3 separate regions of the Sus scrofa genome follow, and all the other regions are linked to region 1. Evidence: chromatin contacts called from public Hi-C data. All regions are on one chromosome and are shown on one strand. Each heading gives the region's core, a stretch centred on a gene start, on an enhancer-like site or on the middle of the called end of the contact. The rest is flanking DNA. Distances are from core to core; before and after follow the strand shown. Region 1 holds the start of ARHGEF37 (rho guanine nucleotide exchange factor 37). Region 2 overlaps ABLIM3 (actin-binding LIM protein 3). Region 3 holds the start of SLC26A2 (sulfate transporter).

What was found. Hi-C and Micro-C count contacts between places; a contact is called where the count stands out from the background.
Region 2: a Hi-C map of retroperitoneal adipose tissue shows a contact between it and region 1, with 2.1 times the contacts expected there. The contact joins the enhancer-like site here to the promoter of ARHGEF37 in region 1. A contact is called at or near these places in 6 of 47 Hi-C or Micro-C datasets (embryonic fibroblasts, heart right ventricle, mesenteric adipose tissue and 3 more).
Region 3: a contact with region 1 is called in a Hi-C map of liver, with 5 times the contacts expected there. The contact joins the promoter of SLC26A2 here to the promoter of ARHGEF37 in region 1. A contact is called at or near these places in 1 of 47 Hi-C or Micro-C datasets (liver) and 1 of 2 datasets of contacts at active chromatin or transcription factors (alveolar macrophages).

What each region holds. Positions count from the first base shown.
Region 1 is chr2:150,661,098-150,664,048 of Sscrofa11.1, forward strand. ARHGEF37 (rho guanine nucleotide exchange factor 37) reads left to right here and starts at 1,373. Exons shown (of 13, transcript XM_003124090.6): 1 at 1,373-1,449. CSNK1A1 (casein kinase I) reads right to left here and starts at 1,334. Exons shown (of 10, transcript XM_003124088.3): 1 at 626-1,334; 2 at 1-62. The coding sequence starts at 748.
Region 2 is chr2:150,289,825-150,292,775 of Sscrofa11.1, forward strand. The region is part of intron 1 of ABLIM3 (actin-binding LIM protein 3); the gene reads left to right. Among named protein-coding and RNA genes, the nearest start is that of ABLIM3, 31 kb to the left of the region's middle. Within about 2 kb of position 1,442, at least 4 of the 83 cell types and tissues checked have an H3K27ac peak or open chromatin away from gene starts, as enhancers often do. A contact at or near this core is called in retroperitoneal adipose tissue, where this site is marked.
Region 3 is chr2:150,995,452-150,998,402 of Sscrofa11.1, forward strand. It overlaps SLC26A2 (sulfate transporter), which reads left to right and starts at 1,417. Exons shown (of 4, transcript XM_021085016.1): 1 at 1,417-1,498.

The DNA.
Region 1 (2,951 bases), core at 123-2,622:
TTGCTCTCGTACAGCAACTGGGGATGCCTGGCCTTCTGAGATTCTAGCTTCACTGCCACTTCCTGCGGGGGAGAGGGAATGATGCCATCAACATCCTTACGGACTCAATGTCACTCGGAAAGGACGGGGCGACGTGAGCAAAGCCCCAACTCTCCCGGCAGTAGAGCCAGGAGGAGAAAGCTCTCTTTGTAATTACAAAACGAGGCATCCAGCCTCAAAGGCCTCTTCAGGGGGCAGTGACGAAAGCGGCACGTCCTCTAAAGTGCAGGAAAATGATTCATCCAGAAAACGTAAAGAGAGGTCCTGAAGAAGCCAGGCGATCGGAAGCTGCGCTAATTGGAACAAGAACCCCAGGAGAATTCAATAGGGAGAGAGCGAAGCATAGGGATTCTGCCGTTCTCACCTTAGAGGATGGGTTTAAAAGTCCGAGTAAGGTGGGAAACTCCACAGTACCCCAACGTCTGCCTCGCTTCTTTCCCTTTTAGGGAAGGACAGCGGTGGAGGTTCCCAGGCCGGGAGAGCCGGCTCCCTCTGGACTTCCCGGGGCGCGCGCGCGGGGGGCAAAGGCCCGAGCCGCTGGGGGGGGGGGGCAGGCGCGGTCGGGAACCCCACCCCGGGGGATTACCTCGCCGTTGGTGATGTTGATCGCCAGGTAAATGTCCCCGAAGGAGCCAGAGCCGATCTTCCGCACCAGTTTGTACTTCCCTCCGACAATGAACTCGGCCTTGGAGCCGCTGCTGCTCGCCATCCTGGGAGAAGATGGAGGCTGGGGCCAAGCCCCGACACCTCTAGGGGACGACGGAGGCCTCTAGCGCTCGTCCGCGGAGCGCGGCAGGAACCGGGGGGCGCTGGCTCCTTCTCGGCGCTACAGGCCCGGAACCGGCCAGGCGGACCCGGATCTCCGCGGCTGTCAGGCTTCCTCCGGCCAGGCCGCAGGCTGCCGAGGCGGTGCTCGCGGTTGCCGGGCCGGGCCACTTGTTCCTGGCGGCCGCCGCTGCCTCGCTCTCGCGGCGACGTCGCCGGCTGGAAAAGGGGCGCGGTGAGTTAGGGCGGCGATCCCGCTGCCCCCGCTGCCGCCAGCTCCCGCCCGGAGGGACCCCTGTCACTCCGCCGACGCCGCCATCTTGTTGCTCCGGCTCCAGCCAACACAAAATGCCCCCAGTCCCCGGGAGCCGCTTCTTCACGGCGCGGAGCACGCTGGGAAAGGGATCGCGGGCGCCAGCCCCGAGGGTCGACGGCGAGAGGGAGGGCGGAACCGGATCCGTGAGAGTCGCGGCCCACGCTCCGAGCGTCCCCCGTCACCGCCCAAGCGCGCAGGCGCACTGCCGCGCCGCGGACTGCGCAGGCGTGCCGCGCCCGCCCCGCGCCCCGCCCCGCGCCCGCTTCCACTTCCGGTCGCCCGCTGCTCCTCCGCGGCTGCCTGTTAGTCACCTCAGACCCGCCTGCTCGGTGAGGGGCCGCGCGGCCCAGGCCTCGAGACGTGTTAGGGAGGAGTCACTGCAGTGCTCGTGGGAGGGGATGCGTCAGGCCTCCCGGGGAGTTGGGTACCGACCTTTGCTCTTGGTCGGAGGCGGTTTTCACCCTTTCGCTCTTTGCGGGGCTCCGGCCGATCTCCGCTGTGGCGGAGCTGTCGCCTCCGGTGGAGAGCGGGAGACGAGCAGCCGCGCTCGGGGCTCCCGCGGCGCAGCCCGGCGGCTCTGGCCGCCCAGGGTTTCGGAGGGCTGGAGGCCCGCTCTCCCCTCCCGGGAAGAGGGGCGCAGGCGCCAGCCCTGCTGCTCTGGGGCTTCGGGTTGCTTCCCGCTGACGCTGTTTGATCCCGGAGGAAAACCCCAATATCCAAGTCATGGGTAGTGGCACGTACGTGGTCGATAGAAAGTAAGATCTGCAGCCGGGGGAAAACGAAAGTTATCCCCCTCCCAAATGCCTTGAAACACCCTATCCTGGTCGTGTGGGAAAATGAGCTGTTGACCCCAGAAACACAGGATAAAAATGACCATTAGACCATAAGATTGGCAGCGTTTAAAACTCTACACAGTAAAAACTTTTACTGAAATTGGACAGGAGTTCCCGTGGTGGCGCAGCCGAAACGAATCCGAGTAGGAACTATGAGGTTATGAGGTTGCGAGTTTGATCCCTGGCCTCGCTCAGTGGGTTAAGGATCCGGCGTGGCTGTGGTGCAGGCCGGCAGCTACAGCTCCGATCGACCCCTAGCCTGCGAACCTCCACATGCAACAGGTCCGGCCCTAAAACAAACAAAAACATTGAACAGAGTCACCTCTTGACCACATTTTGGGTTACAAAATTTGACCTCAGACGGTTGGGCTTAGTGGTGATGATCCCAGGAGAAATGTCCATGTTGCTGTCATCTGCAGTCTGAGTCAAACGCTGACGAATGAGTGAATCAAAGCCTCAGTTGTGAAAGTGCAAAAGCGGCATTATTTTACTATCCCAAGTAAAAGAATGTCATTAAAACAGGAAAAAAATGTACCTCAACTGCAACTTTGAAAGCTGATCAAGTAGTTAGTAATGGAGTTCATCCTGAAAGATATCTTGACTAGGATTTCTCCATGTTACTTTATTTCTGGCTTAAATATTTGTATTCATAAAGCTTTAACCTAAATGTCTTGAATTTGAGAACAGAGGGAAAGAGACTTCTAAGGTTTAAGGTGAAGTTTTGAGGTGCTAACAAAACCCAGGCCCCCTGACCCCCAAAAGGACAGTCTTCACTGGTGACTCCAAAGTGTGTCCGACCTAGTTAAAACTCTCTGCCGTTCGATTTTCTTTTGTTAAAAAAAGTTGGGGTTTCCTTTTGATGCAGCAGGTTAAGGAGGCAGTGTCACTGCTGCGGCTCAGGTTCAGTCCCTGGACTGAAACCTTCTGCATGCTGGGGCTGAGCAGAAAAAAATCAGTTTTAAGTATCTTGAAGTTTCCAGGTTTCCAGAGATAGTGAC
Region 2 (2,951 bases), core at 192-2,691, 370 kb before region 1:
CACGCACGGGAAAGGGAGAATTTGACAGTATAACAATGTTTTATGGACACTCTTACTCAGTACAGCTGAGTGGACGGACACACCAGGAATTACTTGGTGGCCCGAGCTGGGACGTGAGAGTAAACCTGGAAGCCAGGTCTTCTGATTCGCAGTCCTTTTCTCCTGCGCGGGACAGCCCTGGACCTCCCAGCTGTGTCGCTGGGAAGAGCTGTTTGGCACCTTAACAACCAGCAGAGACACGCGTCCTCCTCAGGGCCGCGGGGACCTGGTGGAAGATCCTGTTCAGAGACAGAGTTTTGGTCTTAAAGAGCCAAGTGAACAAAGAGGGACGAGAGCCAAGTTTGGGGGACGAGGGCCTGGGGGTTCATGCAGTGGGTGAGCCCTGAGGAGAGCTCCGTCCACGCCGTCTGGGAGGCTTTTGCTCCACCCACTAGTTAATGTCCTCTCTGGGGTCCCTTAGCGAGCGGGTCACGGAGGCCTCTCTAGGGAAGCGGCTATTCAGTGAAGACGTGGGGGGTGAGAAGGTTCCAGCTTTGCTAAGAAACAGGAGAAAAGCCAACCAGGTACAGGTAGGAGCACGTGTGCCCTTTTCCCGAGATGGAAAAGCTCACGGACAGGCCAAGGGCCTCTGTGCAGGGCGCCCAAGGAGGCGCTAGCTAAGGTGGCCCCTGAGTGACTGATCTGGGCTCAGAGGACGCCTCCCAGGAAAGCAGGAGGCCTGAGGGAACCTTAAGGAGATGCCTGGCTGTGTGCAAGGTCAGCCCAGCAGAGGAAGGCACCGCCAGCCGAGCTGCAGGCGGGAGCTGAGCTCTTGGTGGAGAGAACGACGAGTCAGGGGGGCCCCCCTCGAGACTGGATGCACCCACACAGCAGCTCGGCCCAGAGCAGGCTGTCTCCCTCGGGACCGGCAGGCCCGGGTCCGGCTCTCCCTCTCCCAGGTTCCGTCCGGGGCTGGCTCCAGCCCAGCTCCTGGCTCCTGCTGGCGCGGTGGCGGCAGGAAGCAGGTTCAGGCTGCGGTCGGATGTGATGGGAGCGAGGCCTCGGAGAACCCCGCCGTGCGACCGTCTGCCCGAGGCTCCCCTGCTGCCGACACTGTGGCCCCAACACTCTGATCTCAAAGCCAGGCCCTTTGTTCCCCCCCACCAGAAGCTTCCCAAAGACCTCAGGAACCCCTTTGATTTTTGTAAACGTTTCTCTGCAGAACAATGTGTGGAACCAGAGGAAAAGCACGGCCCCATCGCAACACTGTCTCGGCCAGAAAAACAGGCCTGCGTCCTGCCAATTGCACGGAGGCGAGGGGTCCCCCAGGACGAGGAGAGGTGCAGACGTGGCGTTAGGAGGCCACACACGTGCCCTGGCCGGAGGACCGCTCTTCCCTGGGGATCGGGACTTCAGCTCAGACCGGTGGGGCCCCCACGGGACCAAGCGTCCCTGGACCAGCCTAGATCATGGTCGGACCTTCTGCCGGACGCAGCCCCACACACTCAGAGGCTTAGAACCAAGACCATGAGGGTGAAGGGACGCTCAGGACTCAGTTGTCCATCTTCCATTTGTAAACGTGGAAACTCAGGCCCAGAGAGGGGCCCCTCTCAGGTCCGCCGCGTTGTTCCGAGACAGTGAAGGGTGTGGACACGGACACGATGCTAGGTTGGCATCTGTCATTGCTGTTGGTTTTCCCAGTGAGGTGGGTACCGCCCTCATCTCTGCCTTACACGCTAAGCTGTGGCCTGGAGACGTTAAGTCAGTCACCTAAGGCCACGCAGCTGTGAAGCGTAGAGCCGGGCCTCTAATCGGGACCATTTTATCCTGCTGCGTCGGGACAGCAAGCAGGGCCTCTGACCTCCCGGCCCAGCAGGGCCCCTTCCACCCCAGGTCGCAGGTCCTGGACGAGGTTCTGTTTACACCCTGCTCAGCTCCTCCGCGAAGACGCCCCTGCAGACACATCGCTTGGCCGGGCCCGCCCCGACTCTGACCTGCGGTTCTCCTTTGCCACTAGCCCCATGCCCCCAGCCCTGCTCCCAGTCACAATGCTGATGCCGCCCTCTTCGGCCTCAGCTCCAGCGTCGCCTGCTGGGGCAGACGCCCCCCCTTCATGCCCCGAGTGCCCCTCTCCCCTGGCTTTGCGGATTATAACCCTAAGTGTGTGTTTACCCATGGCCTCCCCCCCCCACCTTTCCTGGCCACCGTGGTGCCTGGCAAGGAAGAAAGAACAAGCAGAAGTTGCTGGAGCTCCCGCTGCGGCGCCGTGGGATCGGCAGCGTCTCTGCAGCGCCGGGACACAGGTTCAAAGGACCCAGGCTTGCAGCAGCTGTGGTGTAGGTCCCAACTGTGGCTCAGGTCTGATCCCTGGCCCAGGAACTCCATAGACCAGGGGGTGGCAAAAAAAAAAAAAAAAAAAAAAAAAAAAAAAAAAAAGTTGTTGATTCAGTAAATGAATGAATCAACTAAAAAACAAAGCTATGCCTTAGTTCTTCAAATAAATTTCTGCCCAAGTCTCTCACATCACATGCCTGTCCAAATGATTTTGTTACACCCACACAATCCAAAAGCTGACCTGATCCAAGGGCTTGATAATTAGGGGTGTGCCCTTCCAGGCCTTTCTCCATGCATCCCAGGTCTGAGTATGTGTAGGACCTATGTAGGAGCCTGTTGGTAGAAAAATGATGGAACTATTTGATATATTTTGTATATTCCGTGGTTCTCTGTATTTTAAATGTGTGATGTCATATATAGCACAACATGCCCACATATGTCTATAACCCTAAAGAACCTGTATATTTCCCTGCAATGTTCTTAACCACGTAGAACGAAAACCTGCCCCCGCGACCACCACGTGTCGATCACGTTGCTAAGAACGACTACGCTGGGTGTTGTTTGTACTGTTTTTCAAAAAGGAAAATAAGAGTAGCACCCGTGGTGGGATATTCAGATAGTCCAGGGTGGCGGGTAGA
Region 3 (2,951 bases), core at 167-2,666, 330 kb after region 1:
AACCATTCTGCTTCCTTCAAAGATCCGCTCTCGCCCCCATCCATCCTCTCATCCGTGGGACCTCCGTGGCAAAACACGACGCAAAACATACAAATTTACACATACCCAGTATCAGGGTGCCCAGTGTGGGCAGAGTTAAGTCAAGAGGATATGCCAGGAAGTGAGGGGCTGGGCCCAGCCAAGCCAAGGGTGGGCGGGCGTTTAGGCTGAGACAGGAAAGCCGAGTAGAAACCATGTACTGACAGTGTTCAGTCCAGAAAGAGAACAAGCTTGGCAAGAAAAGGAGGCCAGGAGGATGGAGAGGAACAAGGGAGGGCGAGATCCGAGGTGAGAAGTAGGGCTGGGGCCCCAGCAGTCAGGGTTTTGAGGGCATAGGGAGAAGTTTGCTATTATCTATGAACGTCAAGGAAGGTCACGGAGGGTTTTAAATGAGGACTGTAATTACATTTCATGCATATGGTTTTCCTTTCACTGCCGCACCTGTGCCATAGGAAAGTTCCCCGAGTTGGGGTTCTAACCAGAGCTGCAGCTGCAGCCTCTGCCACAGCCACGGCAACGCCGGATCCCAGGGGCCTCTGAGACGTACGCCAGAGCTAGTGGACAACGTAAGAGCTGCAACCCACTGAGCAAGGCCAGGGTGCCAAACCTGCAAACTCACAGGGCAACAGCTGGGTCCTTCACCCACTGAGCGGAGGGGAATAACTCATTTTTATATTTTCCTTTACAACTTTAAAAGAGCCTCTGGCCAAACAGGACTTTCGGTGGCGCGTAAACTACGCAGGAGCAACAAAAGCCGGTAACTTTCTAGCTGACTTTTTCCCATTCCGAGCCTCGCTGTCTCTACAAAGCGCGATGGGTGGGAGGGAACGGAGTCCGAAGGAGTTAGAGATAAGGACGATGACCCTGGCAAACGCCCGCTTACTGCCCTCAGTTGAGCATTTCCCCAACGCCCCCCCTCGGCGTACTGCTTCTTTGCCATCCCCTCCGCTTCAGGCGGAGAACAGGCGGAGAACAGGCGGAGAACAGGCGGAGCACCCGTGACCTGCCTGCTTCGAAGATGACTCACAGATACGCAGAGCGGAGGACAAAGCCCCTAAAAACCCGGACGCGTGGCTCCCTCTGCACAGGGCAGCCAATCGTGAGGAGGAGAGCGGCCAGGGGGCGGCACCCCCGCCAGTCCGGCCGCGTCATTGGCCGGCGGCCGCATCGCTCTTCTGCGGGATCCGGTGACTGCGCATGCGGGGATTCCGCCCGGCGCCTTCCGCCGCTCTCGGCGGGCACCTGCGGGCTTCGCCGCCGCGCTCCCCTCCCTCGCCGGGACCGGCCGGCCCCGCCTTCTGCAGGGGCCGGGCGATGGGCGGACGAGGGGACCGGCCGCTTAAAAGCGAGGCACGGCCGGGCGTGGGCTGCCTCTGCCCGCGTCACCGAGTCAGCTCGGTCCCGCCAGGCGGAGGACGCGCCTGGGAGCGAGGGCGCGCGAGGTGCCCGGACCCCAGAGGTGAGCAGCGGGGAGCGGCCTCGAGACGCGGGGAGAGAGCGGTGCCAACCTCCGCGCGGTTAGCTGTGTCCCGGGCGCGGTGGGAGGAAGCCCGCACCAGGGGTCGCCCGCACCAAGGGTCGCCGCGGGCGCGGTGGCCGGGCTTGGGAGGGGGCGTGCGTGGGGCTGCGTCCTTGGTCCGCAGGGTGGAGGCGGGTCTAGCGTCGGAACCCGGTCCCCACCTCTTGGGGTGATCCCGACCACCCTCCTGCGGCTGAGGGCTGCCCACCCCCAGCCGCCCATCATTCCGGGTCCCCGCACCTTCCCTAGTGCTCATCGCGGACCTGGATACCTGGGAGCAGGACCGGGGAGCTAAGAGACGCCCCCAGCGCCTTAGACACATGGGGGAACCGAGGCTGCAGCGGAGAGAGGACTTGATTATCTTGGTTTTAAAAAGCGGCACTCCTGGCTAAGTGCAAATCAGGACCTGCGCTTCTTTGAGACTCATAGCCTAAGTTGAAATTATTTCGCTGGATGGGTGGAGACCCCGAGAGGACACGGAGAGGACCAGAGCCTGGCCTGAAGTCAGAACCGGAGTCACTCGCAGGGCTAAGACTTGGACCCCCCTCTACCAAACTCATAAATTATCAGGCGGGGCCCCTTCCTCGCAAAGACCAGGGACCGCAGTGTGTTGGAAACATTAGGGAGGTAAACTCCTCCCGGACACCCCTTCTAGTGCCCTTTTGTCCTCCTTGTCGCTGGGGCTCTTGGTGTGAAATCTGGAACTGATGTGACATCCAGCATTGGATTCAGCAGAAGTCTTGTCCTAAAAGGTCAGTCAGTGGAAGTTCCTGTTGTGGCTCAGCGGTATCAAGCCCGACTAGTATCCACGAGGATGCGTTTCAATCCCTGGCCTCTCTCAGTGGGTTAAGGATCCGGCGTTGCCGTGGTGTGGTGTAGGCAGGCAGCTGCAACTCCCATTTGACTCAGCCTGGAAACTTCCATATGGCACAGGTGTGGCGGTAAAAAGCACAATACTTCCATCTTTAGATTATTTTGTCAGAGTCCTCACTGAACAACTGAAAAGTCCAAGCGCTTGAGCCTGGGCACTGATAAACCCCATTTCATACCATCTGCATCCTCAAGACACCGTTTCACAAACTTAGTCTCTTGCCAACTCTTCATCATCCACCCTTTATGTTTTATTAAGGACCTGGTGTCGTGTAATCTTGCTCAAGTGTAAGAATGAGCTCAAATCCTCCCTTCGGCGAGTTCCTGTTGGGGAGCAGCAGAAGTGAAGCTGACTAGTGCCCGTGAGGATGTGCTTTTGATCCCTGGCCTCCCTCCAGTGGGTCGGGGAACCCGCGTTGCTGTGGCTGGGGTGTACACCAGCAGCTGTAGCTCCGATTCAGCCCTAGCCTGGGAATTTCCATATGCGGTGGGTGCGGCCCTAAAAAGCAAAAAAAAAAAAAAA